4 separate regions of the Mus musculus genome follow, and regions 1, 3 and 4 are each linked to region 2. Evidence: chromatin contacts called from public HiChIP or PLAC-seq and promoter capture Hi-C data. All regions are on one chromosome and are shown on one strand. The core of a region is the stretch at or near the end of the contact, and the rest is flanking DNA. Distances in the headings are between cores, read along the strand shown. Region 1 holds the start of Gprc5c (G protein-coupled receptor, family C, group 5, member C). Region 2 holds the start of Fam104a (family with sequence similarity 104, member A). Region 3 holds the start of Rab37 (RAB37, member RAS oncogene family). Region 4 holds the start of Dnaic2 (dynein, axonemal, intermediate chain 2).

The links. Promoter capture Hi-C pulls out the DNA fragments that hold promoters and counts their contacts. HiChIP or PLAC-seq counts read pairs in DNA pulled down with a chosen protein or histone mark.
Region 1: a contact with region 2 is called in an HNF4G HiChIP or PLAC-seq map of pancreatic cancer cells. The contact joins the promoter of Gprc5c here to the promoter of Fam104a in region 2. A contact is called at or near these places in 1 of 39 promoter capture datasets (liver) and 2 of 115 datasets of contacts at active chromatin or transcription factors (large pre-B cells and pancreatic cancer cells).
Region 3: a contact with region 2 is called in a promoter capture Hi-C map of liver, with 5 times the contacts expected there. The contact joins the promoter of Rab37 here to the promoter of Fam104a in region 2. A contact is called at or near these places in 4 of 39 promoter capture datasets (embryonic stem cells, liver and pre-B cells) and 1 of 115 datasets of contacts at active chromatin or transcription factors (pancreatic cancer cells).
Region 4: a promoter capture Hi-C map of trophoblast stem cells shows a contact between it and region 2, with 5 times the contacts expected there. The contact joins the promoter of Dnaic2 here to the promoter of Fam104a in region 2. A contact is called at or near these places in 10 of 39 promoter capture datasets (the 3T3-L1 cell line, the C10 cell line, the HPC-7 cell line and 6 more) and 2 of 115 datasets of contacts at active chromatin or transcription factors (fibro-adipogenic progenitors and pancreatic cancer cells).

Annotation. Positions count from the first base shown.
Region 1 is chr11:114,850,103-114,852,802 of GRCm38.p6, reverse strand. Gprc5c (G protein-coupled receptor, family C, group 5, member C) reads right to left here and starts at 1,271. Exons shown (of 5, transcript NM_001110337.1): 1 at 917-1,271.
Region 2 is chr11:113,682,872-113,685,571 of GRCm38.p6, reverse strand. Fam104a (family with sequence similarity 104, member A) reads left to right here and starts at 1,421. Exons shown (of 3, transcript NM_138598.5): 1 at 1,421-1,710. The coding sequence starts at 1,487. D11Wsu47e (DNA segment, Chr 11, Wayne State University 47, expressed) reads right to left here and starts at 1,138. Exons shown (of 5, transcript NM_001361593.1): 1 at 861-1,138.
Region 3 is chr11:115,152,853-115,155,552 of GRCm38.p6, reverse strand. Rab37 (RAB37, member RAS oncogene family) reads right to left here and starts at 1,375. Exons shown (of 9, transcript NM_021411.4): 1 at 1,262-1,375. The coding sequence starts at 1,354.
Region 4 is chr11:114,726,071-114,728,770 of GRCm38.p6, reverse strand. It overlaps Dnaic2 (dynein, axonemal, intermediate chain 2), which reads right to left and starts at 1,352. Exons shown (of 13, transcript NM_001034878.3): 1 at 996-1,352.

The sequences.
Region 1 (2,700 bases), core at 22-2,521, 1.2 Mb before region 2:
CCCAGAACATAGGCCTCTACACGGAGAAGCGCCGTAGGCCTCTGAAATTCCAAACTTCCCGCGGAGAGATCCTGAGCCTTCACCTCCCTATTCCAACTGGACTGTGTCAACACTCTACGCCCCTGAAAGTTCGAACCGAAAGAGCAAAGGACCAGGCTCTCTGTCCCTAATCCCTCTGGTCACAGAAACCTGCCCTCCCCACGCACTGCCGCGAAATAAGGAAAGGAAGCCAACCTACAGTCACAGTCGACCGTAGCCTCCCACTACGAGAGTGGATAGAGGAACAGCTCTCCGACACTAAGATCCCTTGCGGAACACCCCCGGCCGCAGAACCTGGCTTCCCCGAGCCATTAAATCCCCAGCTGGCTCGGGTTTGGAAACTTTCTGCGAACTTGTAGAGTGGGTGCATCGTCACCCACCCCTTGGGTTTTCACCGGGGGCCTCGGCCCTCTCCCTTTCCCAGCCAGCTGGACCCAGCCCTTCCTGCGGGCCGATGGCTAGGGCGGAGCGCCGAGGCAGCAGCCCTTACCTGGGACGCGCAGCCAGCCCGCTCCGGCGCCGCGCTCAGAGCCAACTTCGGCCCCAGGCAGGGCGCCGGCGGGCGTAGGAGGGACTCAAAGCAGGGCGCGGGGCCAGAGCCCGTTCAGGCGGGGGGTGACCAGGCCTGAGCAAAGGTGCGGGGGCCTGCCTCCCAGGGACCCCCGACTGAGCACTGAGCTAAGCGCGCTCAGTGGCTCGCTCTCCCGCCCGCCTCCCCAGGCACAGTGCTCCCCTCTCTCGGCCAGGGTGGGCCGGGCTGCATCACCGTGACATCACCTCCATTCCCGGCGCTCCTCCGGGGCCAGCAGCGCTCCAGGTACGAGCAATCCTAATCCCCAGTAACAAAGCGCGCCCGGCCCTGCCCCCTCCGACTCACCTCCAGGCTCGGCCGACGCGCACTTTCGGGTTGGGAAAGGCGATCGGAGTTTCTGGCCAAACTGACTAGTGGGTTGTTGCTGTTTACTGCCACGCCCCCGCACGCGGGCGCGCGCGCACTTGCGCGTACTCACTTTCTGGATTCGCCTTTCTCTCCCGAAAGAGGTTCGGGGTGCAGCTCAGTACACCCCTAGGCTGCATCTCCCAGCGATCGCACGCACCCACAGACTCACGGTGGCCACCTTGGCGCGTCTACCCGTGACAGACACCCAACCTTTGTCACTTTCGTCCTGGCTTTCCCATGAGACACATGCCTGGCACAGTTCGCTGCTCCGGGCTGGAGCGAGGAACACACTAGGACACAAAGTCCGTCTTTGTCACGGCTCCGCGCCCCCTCCCCTAGCGAGCTTGCACACGTGGACACAGCGCACACGGAGCGTCCTCCTCTTTCGTGCGTGATCCTTCCCGAAGAGCCCAGTCTCCAAGATCACGAGGGAATGTCACGGCGCACGTCCCTAAATCTGTGGACTGAGTCCAGAACCCCTGCGGGCTGTTGGCCGGAGTCTTTGTCGGCCTGACTACCCCACGCCCGAGTTTCTTACAACGCGGGCTCCCCTCCCCGCGTCCCGGTTCCCTGTGGTGACCTGTCCTAATTAGCCTCTCAGTTTTGTTCCCGAGGTAGTGTTTAACAGGATCCCTGTGGTCTGTGCGCTCCTGGCCACGTTGTTGCTGACTCTAAGTCCAGCCTCTCCCGAAGTCTGAAGACCTTTCCACGAATTCAGATTCCCCTGAACCACACCCCCACTCCCTGCCCGGGCGGATCCACCCTTTCTCCTCCAGCCCCGGGAATCTGCTGAAAAGAAACCGCAGAAATAGGGAAGCGAATCCCAGCTGAGGCCTATCTGGCCCAGTAAACAAGAGATTTTTTTCTTTCCGGCCACTTTCTCTGGGGACCTGGGATCCCGCGGGAGTGAGTTGTGCTGTCTTTGGAGCACTGAGTGGGTCTGGTTGCATTGCGCTGTATCCCCGTAGGGGACAAGTCGCAAGAGCAAGGGAGAGGTTGTTGGGCCTGACAGGGGCCTTGGGGACTCTGGGGGAGGGCAGGGAGTCGGGTCTCAGGGTGCGGGTTCTCGCGACGCCGAGTTGCCTGGGGGATCGCCAGGAGCGCGGTCGGAGCCAGCCGGTGGCTGGGCAGGCTGCAGGGCGTGTTTGCTCAATCCTGGGCTCCCGCGAGGAGGGGGGGGGGGCGGGGGGGCGGGAGGGGGGAGGCAGCTGGTCACAGGCGAGGGGATAGCCAGGTGGAGGAGGTCAGGGAGCTAGTGACCCGTACCTCCCCGACTGGCTGTGTGTTTGAGTACCTCCATCTATGACAACCTGGAGTCTAAACTCAATGAATCACCCGGAGTTGCCGGAGCGATAAAACCTTCGGCCGGTTCCTCCTCACCGCTCTGTTCTTTTCTGACTCTAGGAGGAATGTTTATTTAAGGGGGGTGTGGGGGGGAGAAGCCTGTGGGGCCCAGACTTTCTAGAACCCTGAATCCTTTCCTGTGCCCTGTAGTTTCTGTCAGGTCTGGGGAATGTGGCAAAGCTCGAACTATTTCAGTGGGTGGCTGCTGTGGGGGTACCCGCTCCCATTCCTAAATCCACCTCCCAACCCAAGGTTAGAGATCTAAGGCTCAGGTGTCAAGGCTTGAATGGAGCAGGCAGTTAGTGCCCACGCTAGCTAGAAAGGCAAACAGACTGGTTAGACCTAAGTGAACGGTGAAAGTCTCCCTGGCCTCTGCC
Region 2 (2,700 bases), core at 172-2,671:
GTTTCCCACCGAGTGCACCATAAGTCTTCTGTTAGTGAGAATGCACTGCCGCACTGAAGGGCACACGACAAAGACAATACATGGGCTTTCCAGTTTTTTTGTTTGTTTTGTTTTGGAGACAGGGTTTCTCTGTGTAGCCCTGGCTGTCCTGGAACTCACTCCGTAGACCAGGCTGGCCTTGACCTCAGAAATCCGCCTGCCTCTGCCTCCCAAGTGTTGGGATTAAAGGCGCGCGCCACCGCCGCCCGGTTGGACTTTCCAGTTTTAACGGTAGACTTTTTTGAGATGATGGGGTCTTACCTGGTAGCCTTGTCTTCCCTGGAACTCTCACTAGGTAGACCAGGATGGCCTTGAACTCACATAGATCAGCTTGCTCTGCCTCCTGAGTAGTGGGATTAAAAGGCGTGCATTACTACGCCAGACTCTACACCCTACACTTTAACAGGGGTTTCGTTTTCCTGCCTGACCTCTTGTCGACTCTCCTAAAGACCCCCATGCTTATGGATCACTGTTCACGTTTGGCAGAAACTCTGAATATCAGTTTGTGTAAGGTGGGGAGCTGATAGTACTGAGTCCTAGACAAAGAACTGGATTATGCTCCTGACAGAGAAAAGGGAATGCGTCTGACAACCAAAGTTAAGACTTCCCCAAGTCTTAGAGTACACGTATTCTGGTGGTGGTGGTGAGATCACATGGGAGACAAGGTCTCAAGTAGCCCAGGCTGGCTTCGAACTTGTTACACAGTCGAGGATGATTCTGACCTCCTGGTCTTGCAGCTTCTCCTCCCAAGAATGGGGATGACAGGTGTGCGCAACTCACGGCGGGCAGGGACCTCGCGATTCGCCACTGATCAAGCTCACCTCGCCAGCCGCGAGGCAGCTCCGTCCACACCGCCGCGTTCCCACGCCTGCCGGTCTCCCCCACACCTCTCGGTCCGGCCTCTTCCAGCAGGTGGGCGTGGCCCTTCCCGGTACGGAACTCCGTTATCCCGTTCGCCTGTTCCGCACTCCTCTCTTGACCTGCAACAAAGGTCGCGGAAAAATAGCCCAGCCCTTAGCTACTCCATGGAACGGGCTCCGCACCGTTCGGAGACGCGAAGTTCCACGCCGCACACTCTTAGAACCCGGAGCCCACCAACACCTTCCCAACCAGAGGACCCCTGAGCCTGTGGCCGTCCGCGTCTGTGCCTGATGGAGCTCGTCTGGTTCTTTTTAAAATTTTCACCTTAGAGAGGCTTAACGCAGAGACAAGTATCAATGATCGTCAAATAATGTAATTTATCTAAAATCTGGCTTGACTTTTACGTCGTGTCCTGTTTTGTTTTTGAACAGGCGGCTGCCCCGGACACCTAAACGGGGGTCCTGGAAGTTCCCGGTCAGTCTTCCCTCTGGGACCCGCCTCTTCCTGCGTGCGCGGTGATGGGAAAGCGCGGCCGGCGTCCCGCCTCCGCGCAGCCGCAGGAGGACAGTACCACGGCGCCTGCGACATGGGGAGGCGCGGAGGCGACACCGGAAGTGGCTGTGGTCCGGGTCGGCCCGAGGGGGACTCAGCGCCCGCAGCAACCACCCGCGCGGCGGCGGTCAGAGCTCAGACCCGTGCGGGTGGGCGTGGCGGGCGCCGGGACACAGCTCCGACTGTTCGCTGTCGGCGCGGGGCGGCGCCGCGTCGCTCGCCTTCACCAGCTGCCATGAGCGAGCGCCTCCGCCCCAGGTGAGGGAAGGGGGGAACCCGCTTTCTCCGCGGCCCCTCGGCCGAGGATGTGCGCTCTGGAGCCGAGGGGCGGACGGAGCCGGCGGGGTGGTGGTGCGAGGCTCTGGGCTGCGCTGCTCTGCGGTCGGAGGAGGCGGAGGGGAGAAGGTGGCGCCGCCTCTGACACTTGGACCCCGTGGGCAGCCAGGGAGGCGACGCTCTGGAATCCAGGGCTGCCCCTTCTCCGTCTTTTCCTTGTTTTCTTCGTCTTCTGCCCTTTCCGCTTCGGAATGAGGTTTGTTCGGCCCGACGAGACGGACGGTGTGGTCCTTCCTAAATTGAGGCGGGCGGTGGTGGTAGGGGGATGGGAGGGATGGCCGATCTGGAAGAGATGGCTCCCTTCGAGCGAGGCGCCTCGGAGAGGGGACGGGATGCTTCGGGGGCGGGGAGCTGCTGGCGCCCCAAGGTCAGGAGAAAGGCGGGGGTTGGGCTTAACCCCTGCAGCTGGGAGGGCTTAGGGCAGACCGCAGCGCTGTGCCCTCCCTCATCTGATGGACCCGGGTGGGTGGTGACCCACTCTCGGTTGTAGCATTAGCAGGCAGGATTCTAAACAGTTTGGATGAGGGGCCAGTTGGCTGGGAGCAGGGAGGTGGCTAACACCACGAGTTACTCTCAACCCTCACTAGGCGGGCGGCCCCTCGGGGCTTTAGGCCCGATCCAGATGAAGTTTCTTTTCTCCTTATTTTCCGTCTGGGAAGAAGTAAGTTGGGACGCCTTACCTCAGAATGAAGAAGGCTGGCTTTATTTCTTACTGGAAAGTCTCCTAATAAGATGCTTGACGATCTATCTACATCTACGCTAAGTTGTACTTTTTCATTTCTCTGGTGGAGAACAGAGAACGGATTTAGAGAGACTCATTTATTTATCTAAGTCTATTCAGGCTCGCGGCTCTTTATTCCGTAGTCGTCTCAGGCTTAAAGAAGGTGGATCGTAGGCTTGCTTTTTTATTTT
Region 3 (2,700 bases), core at 126-2,625, 1.5 Mb before region 2:
GGCTCTGGGGCCCCAGCCATACAGGGGGAGGGAGGGAGGGAGGCAGGCGAATACCGGTATTTGTGTACTTTACAGATCACAGCTGCCTTGAGCAAATGATGCAGCCGGTCACCCAGCCCATCAAGTCCACCAAACACAAACAGCTGCTCAGCCTTGCCACCTCCTAGGTAAACAGCTCAGTTGTCCTGCAGGGCTAGGAGGTCAGGAGATCCCCATCAGCCTGGGGGTGGGGGCTGGCCATCAGCAACTCCCCTCCCCTGAGGACTTAGAGCCCCATTTCCTGCCACAAGCCCACACAGGACGCCTATCTCAACGTCTCTGGGTGGGTAGGCTGGCTGACTGGCTTCCCCTGAAACCCTAGGGGGTGGAGATGTGAAGCTCCTAGTGAGAGTGAGATCTGGTGTTTGAGAGGAACCAAGACCCTGAAAGAGGCAGGTACCCTTCAAGACCAGGCATCACTTCTACCTGGCATAGCTCTTACTTCTCTCTCCTAAACCCTGTAGAAAAATAGTGCAAGAGGCTGGCTGGCTCAGCATCTCTTTTTAGAGTTCCATGTACTTGCTTAAGCCAAGGACACCAATAAGAGAGGTGGTGACAGACATCCTTTTATTCAGGGCATTCCTGCAGAATGTATGCACCCCAGAGAGTTGCCTTTAAGGTCGTCGGGGGGCCGGGCGGGGGGAGGGGGAGAGTGGGCCATGGTCACTAATTGCCATGTTCTTTCTCAGCTTCTGAAAATTCCCAAGTGGACTTGTAGGCTGGCTACATGCAGCCTGGGGTGTTGGGAAGGAGCTGTGAGTCTATGTCTGGAGGCAGTGGGGAGGGGAAGGGTGGGATGTACCGCTGAGTGGGGACCCAAAGCACTGCACGCCTGTGACAGGTGTCACTTTTTGAGGCTTAGCTCAAAAAGGGCATTAACCTTGAGATGCCTCTGAAGGCGGGGATGCCCTGTCTGTGTCTTCAGAGAGTCCCTGTCTCCCAGTATTCCAAAGTGTGGCAGAAGGAACTGGGTTTTTGTTCCTAGGGTGGGGGAGTCTTAGTCTTTCAGATCTGCCTTACCCCATGCCCTCCGAGGTCAGCCTAGAACCCTAGAGACTGGGATGAGCCCAGGGGTTATGCCCCAGACCAGAGACCCAGCTGACACTTCCAGAAGAGGGGTGTAGACAGGGAAGGACAGGGTCCTAAGGCAAAGGACATCGGGAGGGATGTCCCTAAGTGCCGGCCTGGGGGGTCCCCAGCACTGAGCGCAGAGCCCACCCACCTTGCCGGTGAGATCGTAGTTCGGGCTGAAGGGCGGGGAGCGCTCAGGGGCCTCGCCATCCCCAGCGGTAGCAGCTCCTGGTGTGCCAGTCATGTCCCCGGACAGTCAGAGGTGAGCCCGGCTCGAAGCAAGCGAGGGAGAGCGAGGAACCGCCCTGCCCTAGGCTCCGCCCACTCCTCCCTCCCCATCCACCAACCGGCTCGGACCCTGATAGACTCCTCCCTCCGTCCCGCCATCCCCTCGACGACGCCAGCCAGGACGTCTGAGACTCGCAGAATGCACACCCTAGGGAGTGGCAGTCCCCCTGAGAGACATTAGCCTAGTTTAGTGCTCTTACAGCACGGAATGAGTCCTGCTACAGGACCAGCCCATTAAGGTCGCAGTGGTGAAGTTAGATTGCCATCGAGGCTGCGGACCCGGGAGACCCAGCTAGCTGCGGAAGGTGTGGGGCTTGGTTTCCTACTGCGGCAATGCAGTGGCCAGCAGGGCGCGCCCGAGCTCCAGCCAGTTGACAGTCCGGTACTTACCTGCAGGCAAGAAGCTGGGGACGTCCCTGAACAATGTTGGACAGGAAGTTGCATTCTGAGACTAGCACCCAAGCGGTTCTGATAGACCTCAGCTCATCTGAGCCTACTTTTTCACCGACACTCACCTTGGAGCGCACTGACCATCTGGGGAGCTCCTGGGTGGTGCTAACACTTGGAGCTCTTTGCCATGTTTCTCCCTCATTTGTTAGTCTAAGCCCCTGATGTCCTCCCACCACGGGAAGGTGAGCTCTTGAAGCCCATCTTTCCAAGGGGACAAGATAGGGCCAACATTATTCAGGGAAGGCCTAGGCCTAGCCACCGAGTGGGTGCCACAGGAATTCATGAAGTCGTGGGTCGTTTTGAGCTGTTTCTAGTACAGCCCAGGAACCCTGCAGCTCCGGATGACGGGGGATATGGAGAATCTGGGGTTGCACATACCAGGGTTCAGTAGCTTGTGGGCCAACTTTTCAACATCTCAACGCTGTATAGAAAGGAACAGGATGCGGGGACTGGATGCGGGGTGTAGGAAGGGGGTTGGGCCCCTCAACTTTTTAGGTGAGGGCAGTGAGGGCTGGCTTTGGGGTGACTATGACTTGGGAAATGGCTGTGTACATCAGCAGGAACTATTTCATGACAGCTGAGAGGAGATCCCGGAGCCTGGATGGAGGTGACTTTGTCGAGGTGGGAATTGGAGAGGGGTAGTGGCTTGCCCCTTGCTCACCGTCCACTGAAAACTAATGTTGTGGGGGTACATCGTGTCCCCCAAGAGATATGCTGAAGTCCTAGGCACTGGTACCCAAAATGTGTGTGGCCTTCCTTGGCAACAGGAACATTAGAGATGTAGGTTAGAACTGGGCCATACTGGAATAGGGGTTCCGTGATGGTTAATACTGATCATTAACTTGGCAGGCC
Region 4 (2,700 bases), core at 103-2,602, 1.0 Mb before region 2:
AGTGCTCTACCATTGAGCTACACCCAGCCCCACTGAGTCTCAAATCCAGGGTCACAAAGAACCGCTATACCCTGGTCCAAACACCAAAACATGTGATCATTTCCTGCACCCTAGCCCAACAGAAACAACAAGACTTGCCTCAGGCGAGGATAATGAGCAAAGTCGTTCCTAGAGAGAACCCCTTGTGGTTGAGCGGAAAGCATGGTACACAGCTGGGAGGAAGGGCCAGGAAATAGCAGGCAACAGAGGTGTCAGTATGGGAAGGGGGCCAGGAGGAGGGTCACCCTTTGTCCCTTGTGTGCCTGGAATTGTAGAGCCGTGCTTGAGTGAGGAATACAGATGGAAGGGCTCCTGTGTCTTTCCAATGTCTTTGTGAACCTTCTGGACAAGGTTAGGAAAATGGTCTCCTGACCCTAAATGTAGATGAAAGGCCAACTCCCAGATGGAGGGGCAAAAGAAAAGGTGCATTTACATACAGTACCTGTGCTCAGTCCACAAGACTCTTGTGATCTCCCATTTTACGCCCTCCATTTTATTTTTCTTAATTTCACTTTATTTTTAATCGTGTGTGTGTGTGTGTGTGTGTGTGTGTGTGTGTGTGTGTGTGTGTGTGTGTAAGTGCACACAAGTGCAGGTGGGGTGGAAGCCAGAAGTGCCAAATCCCCTGGAGTTGGAGTTTCAGGGGTTGTGAGTCACCTGATGTGGGTGCTGGAAATCAAACTCCCGGTTCTTTGCAAGAGCGCACTCACTCTTAGCAGCTGAGACAGTCCTCCAGCCCCCTCTCTTAGTCTTTGAGACAGGCTCTCACTCTGAGTCCACTGGCCTAGAGCGCACTGAGTAGTCTAGGTTGCTCTCTGACTCTTGGTAATCCTCCTGCATCAGTTTACAGGAGTGCAGGGTTTACCGGCCTATCCCTATCCCCCTCCCTACGTTTAACTGAAAGCTCTCTTCTTAACAACCCATCCTTCCTGGGCTTGAAATTTTGTTCCATTCACCTGAAAGCCAGAAAGAGGTCCCGCCCACTCCGGGTCACAGCCCGGGTCAGGGCCTGGTGGAGAAGTGCAGAAGGCAAGGTGCTTGGAGGCTGAGGAGGTCCTGGAGCTTGAAGAATATTCAGGGCAGCGAGGATTAATGCAGCAGAATGAGCTGATTCCAGCACCTGACAGTTCTCCGAGATTTCTTGCACTGTTGGTGATTATTACCCTCGAGAGCTTTTCCCTCTTTTTGCCAGGTCTTCTTTCGGGCTTGGACGTCCTCTAGGACGCCCGCCCCTTATCCTGGCTCACCTCCTGCCACACAGCCCAGGAGAAGCGCCCAAGACCAGTCCCAGCTCCAGCGCAGCTTAAACGGCTGGGAGCTGCGGAGTTTACCAGTTGCCTAGCAACCCTGGCCGGGCCGAGACGCCGGCAGTTCGGAAGGCGATCTGGAGCACGTGACTCTGGTCCCGCTAGTCGGAAGCACCCCCTTCTCTCCTTCCTTCTCTGGAGGAGGTCTGCGGAAGAGGTGGAGGAAAGTTAACCAAAGCTTTGCCAAAATGCCTACCCAAGTCTACAGTCTATACCCAGCAAAGTCCCTCCCCCACTCCCGTATCCCCCGAAAACGCAATCAAAGTGACCAGAGCGTGGGAAGCCCCGCACCTGGGTCAGTTCGGATCATGTCTGATTTGTCACTGCTACAATGTCCGGGTCTCTTCTGTTAACGTATCCCTTGCACCACCACCCTTCTGAATTCATCTCTGGAATGGAAATTCCTTGAGGGTCAGGCTCAATGCATGCAAGCATGGCTTAGCTATGCGGCTGGCACGTTGTAAATATGGTTTCATTGCATGAATGAATGAGCTAGCTGATGGACACATGAATGACACAAAGAGAGATGTGTTTCTCATGAGCTTGAGGCAAGGAAGTGAGAAAATGTGGGAGGGATTGATGGACAGGCTGAGTACAAGGCACTTTGTTGGGTAAGCCTGACAAGCAGAGTTCACATCCTAGAACCCACATAAAAATGGGGGAAAAAATGGATTCCACAAAGTTGTCCTCTGATCTGTGTCATGTAGCACACCCACAATCATCATCATCATCAATAATTTAAAAAGAATTAAAGAAGGGAGGTAGAGTCCTATATCTAGGACTGGTGAGATGGCTCAGTAGAGAAAGGGGCTTGCTACCACTTCTATGACCTAGGGTTGAGCCCCAGACACACATGGTGAAGGAGAGAACTGAATTCTCTAAGTTGTCCTCTGACCTCCATACTTGTGCTATGTAAGACACACACAAACACACACATACACAATATGATTTTTAAAAAAAGATTTATTTATTTATTTAGTACCGTGTTCTGTCAGCATGCCAGAAGAGGGTACCAAGATTCCATTACAGATGGTTGTGAGCCACCATGTGGTTGCTGGGAATTGACCTCAGGACCTCTGGAAGCACAGTCAGTGTATTTAACCTCTGAGCCATCTCTCCAGCCCACAATATAATTTTTTAAAGAGAAAGAAAACTACAGAACCGTATATACTTTCCCAGAGGTGTTCCTTAAGAGCATTTGGGACCCGAGGTTGGTTCTTTATTTATCATGGGATTTTAGCAAGGCACTCTCTCTGCCATCCCCTGTGAGGTTTGAATGAGATCACCCTCATAGCTCATATATTTGTATGCTTAGTTCCCAGATGGACAAGCTTTTTGGAAAAGATTAGAACCT